Regions from separate parts of the Sus scrofa genome. Here regions 1 and 2 are each linked to region 3. A link is a contact called in public Hi-C and HiChIP or PLAC-seq data. All regions are on one chromosome and are shown on one strand. The core of a region is the stretch at or near the end of the contact, and the rest is flanking DNA. Distances in the headings are between cores, read along the strand shown. Region 1 has its middle 47 kb from the start of RAPH1. Region 2 overlaps RAPH1 (ras-associated and pleckstrin homology domains-containing protein 1). Region 3 has its middle 25 kb from the start of CTLA4.

Region 1 (4,309 bases), core at 1,324-3,823, 260 kb after region 3:
CTGTCAGTAAAAAGATGAAGGGGTGGCAGAACAGCCCTTAAGTAAGATGATAAGAATGAGACTAAACACCTGCCTTTGAAGGCCAGGCAGACGCCCGGGAAACAGGCACTTGAGAGAGACCAGCTGCGTGGGCAGGGCCTGGAGTAGTTGGGAGAGCGAAACAGCCATGGGGCATCCTAGAGCAGGTCATGTTCAGAGATCCAGGCCCCAGGAAAGCCTGGCTGCTGGTGGCTGGAATCCTGCTTGGAGAACAGTGTTCAAGGGCAAACCCGCAAGGGCAAGGCATAACCTCTGCTCTGAAAGAGCTGAATGAAGCCTTGACCAGAGAGTCAGGCAGAAACTAAGGATGCAGGAAAATAGGACAAAGACTCAGTCACCATGACCAAGATACAAGATAGAAGTTTGGTCCAAAAAACAGAGCAAAAGTCTCATTTCTGGAAATAAGGCACAAGATCAGGACATATTGGCCTGCACTGAAAGTGGTCCTGATGCCCAACAGCCAAAGCGACCAGGCTTGTTTTGGTTTTTTTTTTTTTTTTTCCTACTCTCCTGAGTTGGAAGAGGTCCTCAAACCTGGCGCAGAGCTGAGAGGAAACAAACTTTTGATCTTGCCAATGGGACTAGCTGCTCCAACCAGATTCCTGTGTATCTCTGTGGTTGCACTTATTTATTTAACCCCAGAGAGCATTTACTATATTTCAGGCATTCTTTTACATAGTTCCTAAATATTAACTCCTATAACGACCCTATGAAGTAGGTACAATGATGCTACCTATTTTACAAGAAGGGAACTAGGGAACTAGACATAGAGAAGTGAAGTAACTTGTGCAAGGGCACACAGCCTGGGAGAAGCAGAGCAAGAATTTGGATCCAAGCACCCAGGCTCAAAGCTCATGTTTCTAACCATTGCCCCACACAGTTTTGCTACCTTTTTTTCTGAACCATTTGTGTTTCTCTCCCCCTCTAGAGTCTAAGCTACGGTCCCTGCCATAGAGAACTTGGATAATCTTTGCGTTTCCAGTGCCTACTGCAATGCCTAGTACCTAGTGGTTCCTAATAAATGCCTGATAGATGGATGGACAGATGCATGAATAAATGAGTGAACAAATGAATACTTGCCAGGCATATTAAACACACAAACACCAGGGACTGCAGGGCCCTTGACAAAGGGAGTAACAAGGGGACACCAAGTTCAATCAACGTGATCTTCTGTGTGACAAAAGGAAGCCAGGATCCAAGCCAGGGAGTGGCTGATGGAGCTTCGTGGGGGAGGTGTGGGGATGTGGCTCATAACAGGAGCTGTGGGTCAGTCGCTTAAAAAAGCAGCTGAGGTCAGAGGAGGCTGGGGCACAGGAAATTGTTGTACAATAATCTGTTGCTTGGAAATGTCCCGCTCACCCCTTGCTATGTGGTATTTTAGAGGTTCTGCGCTCCTCATCTGAGAGAATATATGGATTTGGTCAACCATGATTTGTGTGCAGAAATGACTGTTCCCATAGATCATTGTCAAAAATCTTACAGGAATGGCACACCATAACCACTGTAAAGTAAGCTGGAGTAAGCACAGCTTGAATTCAGCCATGGGAAGGACAGACTCATTCAAAACACAACTGATCTATCTGATAGCATAAAAGCCAGAAAGACCATTTCTGAAAGAAACCTTCATACATGTTTGAGCATTCAGTGGGCCTGATTCTGCTTTTGTGCACAGATGTGGGTAAACACAGGCATTAAAGAAGACAGAAGGCACATTCACACACTATTCTCTCTCCTTTATTTCCCTCTCCAGCCAGAACCATCAAGCTAGACCATGAGTCAGAGGTCAGTAGGCATCACTCGTTTCAAGAGGAAAAAGCAAAAGTAGCTAATGTTTATTGAGTGCTTGTTTGGTGCTGGGTTTTATTCCAAGTACTTCATCTACATTCATTTACTGAGACCTCATGACAATCCCCACTTTACAGTGGCAAAGAGGCATGGCGAACTCAGGCAATTTGTGGAAGGGCACATGGCAAATAATTGGTAAAGGCAGGGTTCAAACTCAAGGCAGTACTTAGAACCACAGCTCTACAGATCATCCACTCTGAATAGAGTGAGTAATGGAATGACTGGAATGGAAAACTGGCTTCTAGCAGCCACCCCACCCACCTCACCTTTGAATACCCATTTGGAGACTATGGACTGCATATTTGCTCCTGACTATGCTGAATCACCCAGAATGCTTATCCTCTAGGTTTAATAGAGGTAAGAGAGTAGAAACATCCCAAAGACTTCCATAGATGGACAGTACAGTCTCAGGATAGAGCCTTCGCTAATCGTTGGCGGAGCACAAACAGATCCAGGAAATAATCCATCCAAGATATGACCATGAATTCTGTTCCACGCTAGGTTAGCACAAGCTGCTATTTTAAGTGACTATTTTTATTTCAAGCCACTATTACTGTCCCCAGGCTCCCCAACACACTTACTTCAGACCGAACTTATTCAAATTAGAGAATGCCTCAGCAAGACTAGGAAGCCCTTGGCACCAGATTTCCATCTTGGCAAGGAACCAGAGTAAGAAGGCCCTGCTCCGCCCTTGTGGACCAAGCCCATCCAAAGCAAACAGTTCCCATGACTGTTTACGGTAGGACAAGCTTCTTCCTTTAAACAGGGCAAACGTGGAAAATCACCCAGCCCGACACTGCTTGTTATTTTGGCGCTTCTGAAATTCAGGGAGGAGGCCTTACCAACCAGAGATCCAGCCCCCTCTTCAAATGGGGAACAGAGAAATGGGGAAGCAGATCAAATGTCCTATTGGAAGCTGTAAAGATTTGATTGTTCTCTAAAAGCACGTTCTTATCGCAATTACTTAAACAGTGACTCCATTTAATATCTCCACTTAACCAGCACCTCCTGCCACAGCTTGCAAATCCTCCCAGGTTTTCTGTGACACCACCCAGAGGAAATTCCCAGTCTGCCTGTGTTCCTCTGGCCTGCCACTGGCAAGACCAGGGAAAGGGCCTTAGGTGAGTTACTTCCCAGTCACTGGCTTCTGCTGCTGGATGACTCCAGTTGTCTAGTTAGTAATAAGGACCATCCTGTTATGGCTGACGTCCTTTGACTACCAGTAACATCTGCTAAAGTTTTAAAGAAAATATTAGCGAGTATTTACAGACCCAAGTCTGAACCTTGGTAGACCAAAATAAGACATCTGGATGACATGCAGGTGAATTGGCAGCTTTATGAAACACTGGATGAGGTTAAATGTAAGGCATCTGACCTAGGCTAGTATATGAGTGATTTGGATAAATCTACATGGATTTGAATTTGTCTTTTTTCTAGGTTCCCAAGGGTCAGGCATCCCTTATGCAAGCTTCACTGAACATTTACTGTTTTAATTCTGAAGTGACTAGGCCAATTAAAATAATAGATGGTATTAAAGACATTGGGAATAGCAAAACAATGTTTGATTTTTATTTATACGGGAGTCTCTTCTAGAAATGGAAAAGACTATCGCGACAGGACACAAAGAGAAAAACCACTCACTGAAATCTGCATGTTCCTACACCATAAAAAGAAGACGGGTGGGGGGAGTAGGAATCTTTAAGAAGGGCTTATTTACTTATGTTCAAAATAAAGTAGGTATCTGGTGCCTTCCAGGGGTTAATTCGCGATTACCCCAGATCTTGGCAACTAATGATCCAGGAAAAAAAAGCCTCTGGGAGCACAATGACATCAGAACCTCTGGCTTTTCCCTTCTATGTGTGCAGTAGAATGAGGGGTGTGCCTTACAGCAGCATCTGTTTCTCTTTGCCTCCACATGAAAACCTGAGAGGGGACATCAGTGCCACTGTCAGATTGGCCAGTGTGCAGTCGTGCTCCTACAGCAGCTGCACGTGCCTCCTGAAAACTCTCCTTCCCCCCGCAGATCAGCTTTTATATTTCTAATCCCACGAATCAAAGTGCCATGCATGGAACTACAACCTCTGCTGTATCAGCCTGGGAAATAAACAGCACCAACTCCAGGCCCCAGGGCTGTCAATGAGTTTATAATTCAAAAAAAAAAAAAAAAAGGTAAATATGACAACCCACAAATGCATACACTTTTGTACATCTTTTAAATGAAGATTGTTTGAAATGTAAAAAAAATGTATTTTATTCAGCTCTTGCTGCTTCTATTCTCTTTTAAAGTAAAGGAGATTCATTGTAGAGAGGCTTGGCTCTTCTAGAGAAGAATTTTCAGTTTTGAGCAGAGGAAAAGATGAAGAAGAAATAACATAATTAATGTTAGATTATTTACAATTGAAAACAGAATTTGGAAACATGCAAT
Region 2 (4,366 bases), core at 1,242-3,741, 360 kb after region 3:
CGGAACCTTTGCACTTGTGTCTCGGCCTGGATGCCCTTCCCCATGATAGACCCCCTAATTGCCTTTAGGGATTGCTCAAATGTCATGTGCCAGCGAGGCCTCTGTAATCACCCTATTTTAAAGCTGAGCTCTTCTTCCTCTGCCCTGTGTTTATTTTTTATCTACCTTTTCTGCTTTATATTACTATTTTTGTCACCTTTTAAAATATTATATATTTTACTTTTTAAAAATTTTGCTCATCTATCTTCTCTCACTTGAATATTAGCTCCATGGGGAGAGGAGTTTTTTAAAACATTTCTTTGATTCTTAATGTATCCTTAGCATCTAGAACATTATTTGGCTCATAGGAAGCAATCAGATTATTTGAATTAACATTTAAATATATGCATGTGTGCCATACATCTTTGTCTAGAAGTCTTGTACTTTAAAATTATCAGCAATTGTTTTCTTTCAAGATGGTGGATGGAGTGCTACAAATGAAGTAACATGTGAAAACTCTGATAGTAAATTTTTTTTCTTAACAACTAAGTTCTTTTGAGGCAATAATTATACCTGTTTTAAAGAAACCCAGGACAGAATAGTTACTTTCACTAAATTTCGGTGACAGAAATACCAATTAGAAAAATCAATTTGAGGTTGGTACTATTTCATCTTGGGGATGTGGATATGTAAACTATCTAAAAATAAAGTAGCTCTGTAGCTTATCTTTCTACCTCCTTGCTCTCTGAAGCCAGAAGTATAATTGCACAACAGTATGTCTTTTTCCCTTGGGCTTTTTTTCCTTGATTTTTGTTGAAATACTCTGCTTCCAGGCACTTGACATGCGTTATCTCATTTAAGCCTCCCACTATCCCTTTGGTAGGGGCATTATTCCAAAAAAGAGATTAAGTAGGTCAAAAAACTGGTAAGTCTGTATTTGAATTCCAAAACTACAACATCTGTCTCCCAACTTTTATCAGTATCTTAAAAAAAAAATAAACTGAAGCAGATTATCAAGAATGATTATTTCCTAAATGTTAAAGAAGGCTTTAGCAGAAAAATATTTTCCATGGATAAACATAAAAATGAATTATAGAATGTTTTTAGTTAATATTCTTTTGAAATCCACCAGTAATGTTCATTTGCCAAGTTTTTAAAATTAGAATTCATTGTAGTTGAAGTAAATTCTAATAAGGGCTCTTTATTATCTAAAGCAATGTGAGGTATATGCTGCAGCTGACTTACTGGTACTTTAGTCACAGTAACTGATAAAACAGTACTTTTCAGTAAGACAGCAGTTTGCAAATTTAAGTAGTAATCTCATGTTATAACTTCATATAAAGTAGAATTTACTGTTACAAGGTTAATGGCAAAACAGACCTTTATTTTCTCATAGGGTATAAACTAATGATTCTTCTGAATTTGGAATTTTATACATGAAACTGTATTTTCCCAATGAAAGAAAATGCTTTTAGATGCTTTGCCTGAAGTTGATGGTGGATTCAAAAAGTTTTGCTGAGTCTATAAGGATACTTGATGATTGTATTATAAATTTTTTGATAGGAAAATATTCCTGAGTATATGAGCTACTAAAACTTTTCAGTGTTGTATATTTCCCCCTCATATGTTTGTTTTGTTTTTTTTAATGAAATCTTTCATGGACACACATTATAACTTGTGATGTAGGCAACACAGCATATCATAGCTTCAGTGTAATTTCTTTGCTTCTTTCACTCTTCAGAACTGTTACAGAATTAAGGTGTGCAGAAATTCTGAAGTATTGGAAGGAAAATGGCGATTGTGTTTATTGTAACATCAGGTGGCACTGGCACTGAAGTCCCAAATTATTCTTAGCAAACAACCTTTTGCTCTGAACTATTAACCAGATTTGGGGAGGGGGGCATGGGGCTTTCTGAAACTTTAAGAGGCTTACGGGACTAAAAGATCGGAGCTATTAGTTATTACAGCGACATTTATTCAAAAATTCTAAGGGTCATGTTGCAGTATCTCGCTTAAATTTATTCACATGTACCAACTTGGTGTTTAGTTCTAGATTTCACTGGCCTAGTGAGATTTATAGAAGGAATGGGTATCCTATGAAAGAAGATCTGAATTCGGTGAAAGCCAAAGGAAAAGCCTGGTTCTCAGAACACAAAACCCAGAGAATACTGGCATGTGTGCCCTGTTCCTTAGTGTGTGGATTTCTTAGAAATTTGTGCAATATTTCCATGAGGAAGTAAAAAAAAAAAAAGCATCTTTATTTGGTTTTAGGTCTTAAAGAAGAGAAGGGGGAATAGAAAATAATATCAGCTGCTCTACTGAGTGCTTAGTCTGTTTGGGACATTTTGCTTTACATGACTTAACCCCCTGAATCTGTACAGTGCATAGTGGAATAGGTACCATTATCTCTATTTTACAATGAAAGATAACTTTCCCGATGATTTAAACCCAGACAGTCTGATTGTAGAGTTCATACAGCAGTACCTGCTGCTTCATCACAGAATTGAGGAAGTAAGGCAAGAATAGACCGACCAGTACTTCTCAGATCCAGACCTGGAGGCAGAACTGGATGGTATTAAGAAGGCAAAGAGGAGTTCCCGTCGTGGCGCAATGGTTAACGAATCCGACTAGGAACCATGAGGTTGCGGGTTCGATCCCTGCCCTTGCTCAGTGGGTTAACGATCCGGCGTTGCCGTGAGCTGTGGTGTAGATTGCAGACGCGGCTCGGATCCCGCGTTGCTGTGACTCTGGCGTAGGCCGGTGGCTACAGCTCCGATTCAACCCCTAGCCTGGGAACCTCCATATGCCGCGGGAGCGGCCCAAGAAATAACAACAACAACAACAACAAAAAAAGACCAAAAAAAAAAAAAAAAGTTGAAAAAAAAAAAAAAAGAAGGCAAAGAGATTTATGCAGTAACATCTCCACCTTGTGGTGTGTTAGTGTAATCCCGAATATATTGTTAAAATTTAACAACTATAAACTAGCTCTAATCTAAATGAATTGAAGCTTAAAAATTCAGATGAGGGCTGGTGGTTTCCCACTCGTGTCATAATAGTAATGTTCTTATTACTCATTTAATTATTTTAGCAGCCCTTGAAAATAAATGTTACCGTTACACCATTTTACACATGAAGAAACAGGTTAAATGTAAGCCTGGAGTCACATTGCCGGTAAATGGCTGAGCTGGGGCTTGAACGCAGGCACTCAGGCCCCAGGGTCTGGATTCTTAACCATCATGTTCTGCTTATTTGCAGTATTTGTGAAGAGCACATATACTTGTCAGAAAGAGATGGATGTGAATCTGTTTTATTGAAACATTAATGTGTGCTCACAAACTTCCAGTTTCTTGCAGTTGTAATCTAAGGTGTTAACTATCAAAAGGAAGAGTTTTATTTTATAACCACCACTTTGGCACAGGGCTATTTCTTGATTATGGTTTGGCTCCCATATTCAGATCAGTGCTTTTCTATACCCCCTCCTCCACAAGATTCAATTCAAGAAAGTAGTGACCCATGACTTACTTTGCAGAGGTTTGTGGAGAGCTTTTGAGAGATTGATGGAGAACTTGATAGATTTATAACAAATGAAAGTTTTTGAATCTGAGAAGGTGTGGAGCAAAACTTATGTGCAGAATTGACCTTTGCATTCGCTTTTCTTAAGTGTTTTGAGCACAGTTTTGACATTTATGAAAGTAGTGATGAAGAAAAGGGGGTAACTTTTTTGTCGTATTTAAATATTTTATGGAAATGGAACCTATTTAACATTAAATAAACTTTCTATCATTTTCATAATCCCTTTTCATCTTTATTAAGGTAACATTTGATCTTTGCATATGCACTTTTCCTGTTGTTTTTGTTACTTCACATGCATGTATTCATTCTTTGGTAAGAATGTATTGAATTTTAATAAAATGTTCCATCATACTGTTTAGCATGACACAAAGGCAGCCATCTCTTGTTGAACACTTTGGATTTTGACTTAGAAAAAAAATAAGCATTTGGAAATATGATGGAAGATTGTGTGAGATTAAATCTAGAGAGAATAGATTTTTTAAAACCTTTTTATTTTGAAATGTCAATTTACAAAAATTTGAATGAGTAGCACAAAGAACTCGCTACTTAGATCCACTAGTTTTTAATGTTTTGCCACATTTACTTTATTATTTTTCTAAGTATACATTTTTTTTCCTGGACTATTTGAGAGTTGGTTGCCTTTATCCTGCCCTTTTAGCCCTTAATATTTAAGTCTTTATTTCCTAAGCATGAGGATACTGGCAATACAGATATAGTAGTCTTCCCATGGGTGCAGTGATTGACACAGTGCTGTAGAATATGTTGAATGAGAAAATGTAGAGAAGGAAAAGTAAAAACAGTCTTGATCTGGCCG
Region 3 (4,103 bases), core at 625-3,124:
CAGTTATCAACCTTTCTCTGACCAACACGTTTTCTTTGGGACTGGGGTTTCCTCCGAGTTCAAGTATCCAGTCCTTAATTATCGGCATCCTTCCTTTGAATGGTCCCATTTACAAAGCCTAATAAATCAAAACTGTGGTGCCCCGATCTGACGCCATCACATCCCGATAAACCACCTAAAGACTCCCTCGTGTTCAGAGTTTCCGGTGCGGTAAAATGAGATTACCTTCTTTCCTGGTTTTCCAACTTCACGTTTGAAAATGAATTCCTCCGAGAGGGATTTTGGAAACATGAAAAAACACACAAGTATTTCCCTGTCCTAGTTTTATTTCTTGATTGGCCGCAACAAGAAATGTTCAAAAATGTACATAGCAACCTGTTCTGACAATTCCCTTTATCTGTGGGGGTCAACCCCAGTACACATTGAGATCACCTGAGGAACTCTTAAATAGTAGTGCCAGTGTCCCAGCCCCAGTGGTACTGATTCAATTGGTCTGAGTTGGAACCCAGGCAACAATAGTTTTTAGATTTCCCCCAGATGATGGTTGTGATGAACAGCTATGACTAAGAACCAATGCTAACTTCACAAACACTGCTGGACTGGATCCATTTCTATGAGTCCAAGTTCTTTGTTCAACTCAGAGGAGGGTGGCTCAGAGGAGATGTTTCCTTGATTCATGAGCTGCTCTTGCCTGTCACGTACATTTTCTTCATAATTGACTAAGACGTGCTCTGACTCATTTCAAAAGTCAAAGAAAGCCTAAATTCTACTTTTAAGTAGATCTGAACAACTTCACGATCTCTATGCTCTTGCATGTGAAAAGTGCATTTTACGTTACAGGTCCTTTTTTCTTACAGAATCTCATTCCATCCTCAGCATAGTCCTCAGATAAACAAGTCAGATGTTATTCTCCCCCTTTATAAAATTTATTTATTTATGTATTTATCTATTTGGTCTTTTTAGGACCCATCCCACAGCATATGGAAGTTCCCACGCCAGGGATGGAATCGGAGCTACAGCAGGTGGTCTACACCACAGCCACAGCAATGTGGGATCCGAGCTGAATCTTCGAAATACACCATAGCTCATGGCAAGGCCGGATCCTTAACCCACTGAGCAAGGCCAAAGATCAAACCCACATCCTCATGGATACTAGTCAGGTTCATTACCACTGAGCCACAATGGGAACTCTTATTCTCTCCTTTTAAAAAGGAGGAGCTCATTGCCTTGAAGGGAGGGAGTCATTTCTCTAGGCTCACACCAAGGGAAAATGGCAGGATCAAGTCTAGAATCAGGTCTCATCTTCTTTGCACCACCAATGCTGCCCACAGCTGAGTGTGCTCCCCAATCCTATTGACCCAGAATACCACCCGACTTCCTTTGCCTTCTGAAGTGCTTCTCAATCCCAAGGTGCCTCAAATCACCTGGGGATCTTGTTACAAATGTAGAATCTGAGTCACTAGGTTTGGGGTGGGGACTAAGAGTCTGCATTTTGAATCTGCTCCCACTGACACCGATGCAACTAGGAACCACACTTTGAGGAGCAAAGTCATAACAAAATCACAGCATATGTCCCTTCAAATCATACTGAAGGAAAAAAAAATTAAACTGAGCTTCACTCCTCTCCTGGATGCTCAGGAGACAACACACATTTATTGAAGAAAATCCTTCAGCTCCTTGGCCGTTGTCTCTAGAATACATGTTATTCTTTTGGCAGCCAAATCATCATTGCGCTCATGTCTGGGAATCGGATCAACAGCTGGAGTTGCAGCAGCCACTGGCTAAAATTTCCCTTCCCCCCATCTCTTTCTCTGCTGCTGCTGCTCTGCTTCCAGTTCTCAGGCCAGCAGGATAGGCCCACTGGGACCAGAGGGCCATCTGGCCATGCAGCTGGCCTGGGTTTCTGAGTCTGAGAACACAATGGCGATTCAGTGCTGCAATCCAAGTCCTTAGATGACATCTTTAGTTCCTGGAAATAAACTCCGAGGAACAGTTATTGACAAAGGGTTATGGCTTGAAATCCATTAAAATAATGTTATATTGGCATTGATGAAGATGCTCTTTTTCAGTCTATTCTTACCCTTAAAGTAGCCTAATTATTAAATACCTTTCCCTTGGCAATATGTAAGAATGCCCTGGTGATCACAAAGAACCAGGACCCAAAGGCTTAGGTTTAGTTCCATTTCTGCTGTGGACTAGACAACTTGGAGCACATATTATTAGCTTTCTATCCTTTAGAAAAGTAAATGATAAAACTATAGGCTCTTCAACAATCTTTCTTAGCACTAATACTCTTTGAGACAGGGGTTGTATCTTCACAAATTAGTAGGAGAAATGATCTTAAAGAAATTTCATCTCTCTTCCCTCTATTTACCCATTTACCCCCCAAAAAACTATCTTACATTCTGATTGCCCCACAAGCCATTTGATCATAGCTTGCTATATTGTGGAGCCACCCCATATTAAACAGTCATTTTTTAAGAATTACCCATTTGTATGTAAATACAATTTTAAAAGAAACCATTGAACATGTGCAGCTCTGTCTTAACACAGAGACCCTCTCAATCCCATTTGAATTGGATTCTTCTTTCCTCCCTCTATTTGCTCTCTTACATTCCCTGCCATTCTGATGAGTGTGTACATTTACAATCATAAGAATTTTAAATAATCATATTTTTAAATAATAATGATGTATTCCCTTCACTTCTTTCTAATCTCTGCACCCCCATGGTCTCATAACTTGCCTTTGCTCTTCTTTGCCGCAGGGAAAGAATGTGCCAGAGGAAAAGGCAGAACTACTCCCATGGGTTTTCTCCCTTTTGTTTAACAGGAGACCTCCACATAAGGGAGGTTCTCAAAGAAGCCTGAACTGAGGATTTCCTTCAGCCCCTAAAGAGATTCCCCCAAGGGTCAGGAAGAGAGAGGTCAGGGAGCAGAGGGTACCTATGTCTCATTCCTGGTAACATCACCTGGAAGATAGCCAGACCACAGAGAGGGAAGGGAATGGCTGTAGGGTACATACCAGCCAATGGGACCAGAGCCAGCTTCATTCAAGACACCTCTGCCCAAGCTGAACATGTATGGGCCTGAGACCCACTATTCCTGGAGGGTGAAGAAGACCCAAAAAACTGGAATGGGACAGGTGTGGGAAGACCTAATGACAGCTTACCCCAGCAACTTAACATTGCACAAGATCCAGAAATGTGACACAATCCTGGGTAGAGATGGGGAAACCCCAGAAGGGATTGAGGTTAAATTTTCTTTCCACTAACCTAGCAGAATGCAGCTTGCAGTCAGAAATCAAAATCTGAAATTGAAGTACTAAAACAAAGAAAATGAACTGAAATACATTATCCCTCCCTAAAATTCATATCTGCTCCATCCACATGGAGTTGTAGCGCATAGTTTTGCATGATCAACTCCAGTAGGAATCAACACTTAAAAATAGTGGAGAATCTAAGATACTGTTCATTAACTGTTCCTTGAGTGCTAAGCATCCTTGAAGTACCTAGAGCCATGCATGACATACAGCAGCTTCTATGAATATTGCTTGCTGGCTGGCTGGTTGCCTGAATGACCAGCATATTTAATAAAACACGGAATCAACTCCCTTCCTTTCTTTTATTGTGCCAGTTTGAATACAGAAAGACAGAAGACTATTTGGATCAGTAAAATGTGAGCTAAGAGTGGGCCCTTAATAATAGCCTTTACCAGATCCATTTCTGCAGAGTACTCCAAATATCCAGACTACAAGAAGTCATTCCTTTTCACCAGAGAGCTGACCCTGGAAGGCAGACAGCTGCTATACATGGTTTTACAAGGACTGTAAAGGCGTTAAGGGTTTTGAAGTTCCAGGACCACTGTGAAGTCTGAGATGCCATATTTCGAAGTGCAAAGTTCATCCTCGGCAGCTGTGCTATAACCAGACTTGCCTGGGTGTTAACTGAAATTGAAAATAGACTCTCCACAGCCCTAGGTCTTCACTCTTTTTAACATTATAGTTCATGTTGCTAAAAAAAAAATTCCTAAACCTCTCCCATTTGATAATTTGGAAGGGGAGGTAGTATATTAAGAATTAGGTAAAAAACCGCTACTCCCTACTG

The links. A called contact is a pair of places that touch in the nucleus more often than the background predicts. HiChIP or PLAC-seq counts read pairs in DNA pulled down with a chosen protein or histone mark.
Region 1: a contact with region 3 is called in a Hi-C map of skeletal muscle, with 6 times the contacts expected there. The contact joins two enhancer-like sites. A contact is called at or near these places in 2 of 47 Hi-C or Micro-C datasets (skeletal muscle and subcutaneous adipose tissue) and 1 of 2 datasets of contacts at active chromatin or transcription factors (skeletal muscle).
Region 2: an H3K27ac HiChIP or PLAC-seq map of skeletal muscle shows a contact between it and region 3. The contact joins two enhancer-like sites. A contact is called at or near these places in 2 of 47 Hi-C or Micro-C datasets (retroperitoneal adipose tissue and skeletal muscle) and 2 of 2 datasets of contacts at active chromatin or transcription factors (alveolar macrophages and skeletal muscle).

The regions. Positions count from the first base shown.
Region 1 is chr15:107,042,920-107,047,228 of Sscrofa11.1, reverse strand. No RefSeq gene overlaps it. Among named protein-coding and RNA genes, the nearest start is that of RAPH1, 47 kb to the right of the region's middle. Within about 2 kb of position 2,573, at least 27 of the 83 cell types and tissues checked have an H3K27ac peak or open chromatin away from gene starts, as enhancers often do. A contact at or near this core is called in skeletal muscle, where this site is marked.
Region 2 is chr15:106,945,411-106,949,776 of Sscrofa11.1, reverse strand. The region is part of intron 4 of RAPH1 (ras-associated and pleckstrin homology domains-containing protein 1); the gene reads left to right. Among named protein-coding and RNA genes, the nearest start is that of RAPH1, 50 kb to the left of the region's middle. Within about 2 kb of position 2,491, at least 15 of the 83 cell types and tissues checked have an H3K27ac peak or open chromatin away from gene starts, as enhancers often do. A contact at or near this core is called in retroperitoneal adipose tissue and skeletal muscle, where this site is marked.
Region 3 is chr15:107,305,987-107,310,089 of Sscrofa11.1, reverse strand. No RefSeq gene overlaps it. Among named protein-coding and RNA genes, the nearest start is that of CTLA4, 25 kb to the right of the region's middle. Within about 2 kb of position 1,874, at least 16 of the 83 cell types and tissues checked have an H3K27ac peak or open chromatin away from gene starts, as enhancers often do. A contact at or near this core is called in retroperitoneal adipose tissue and skeletal muscle, where this site is marked.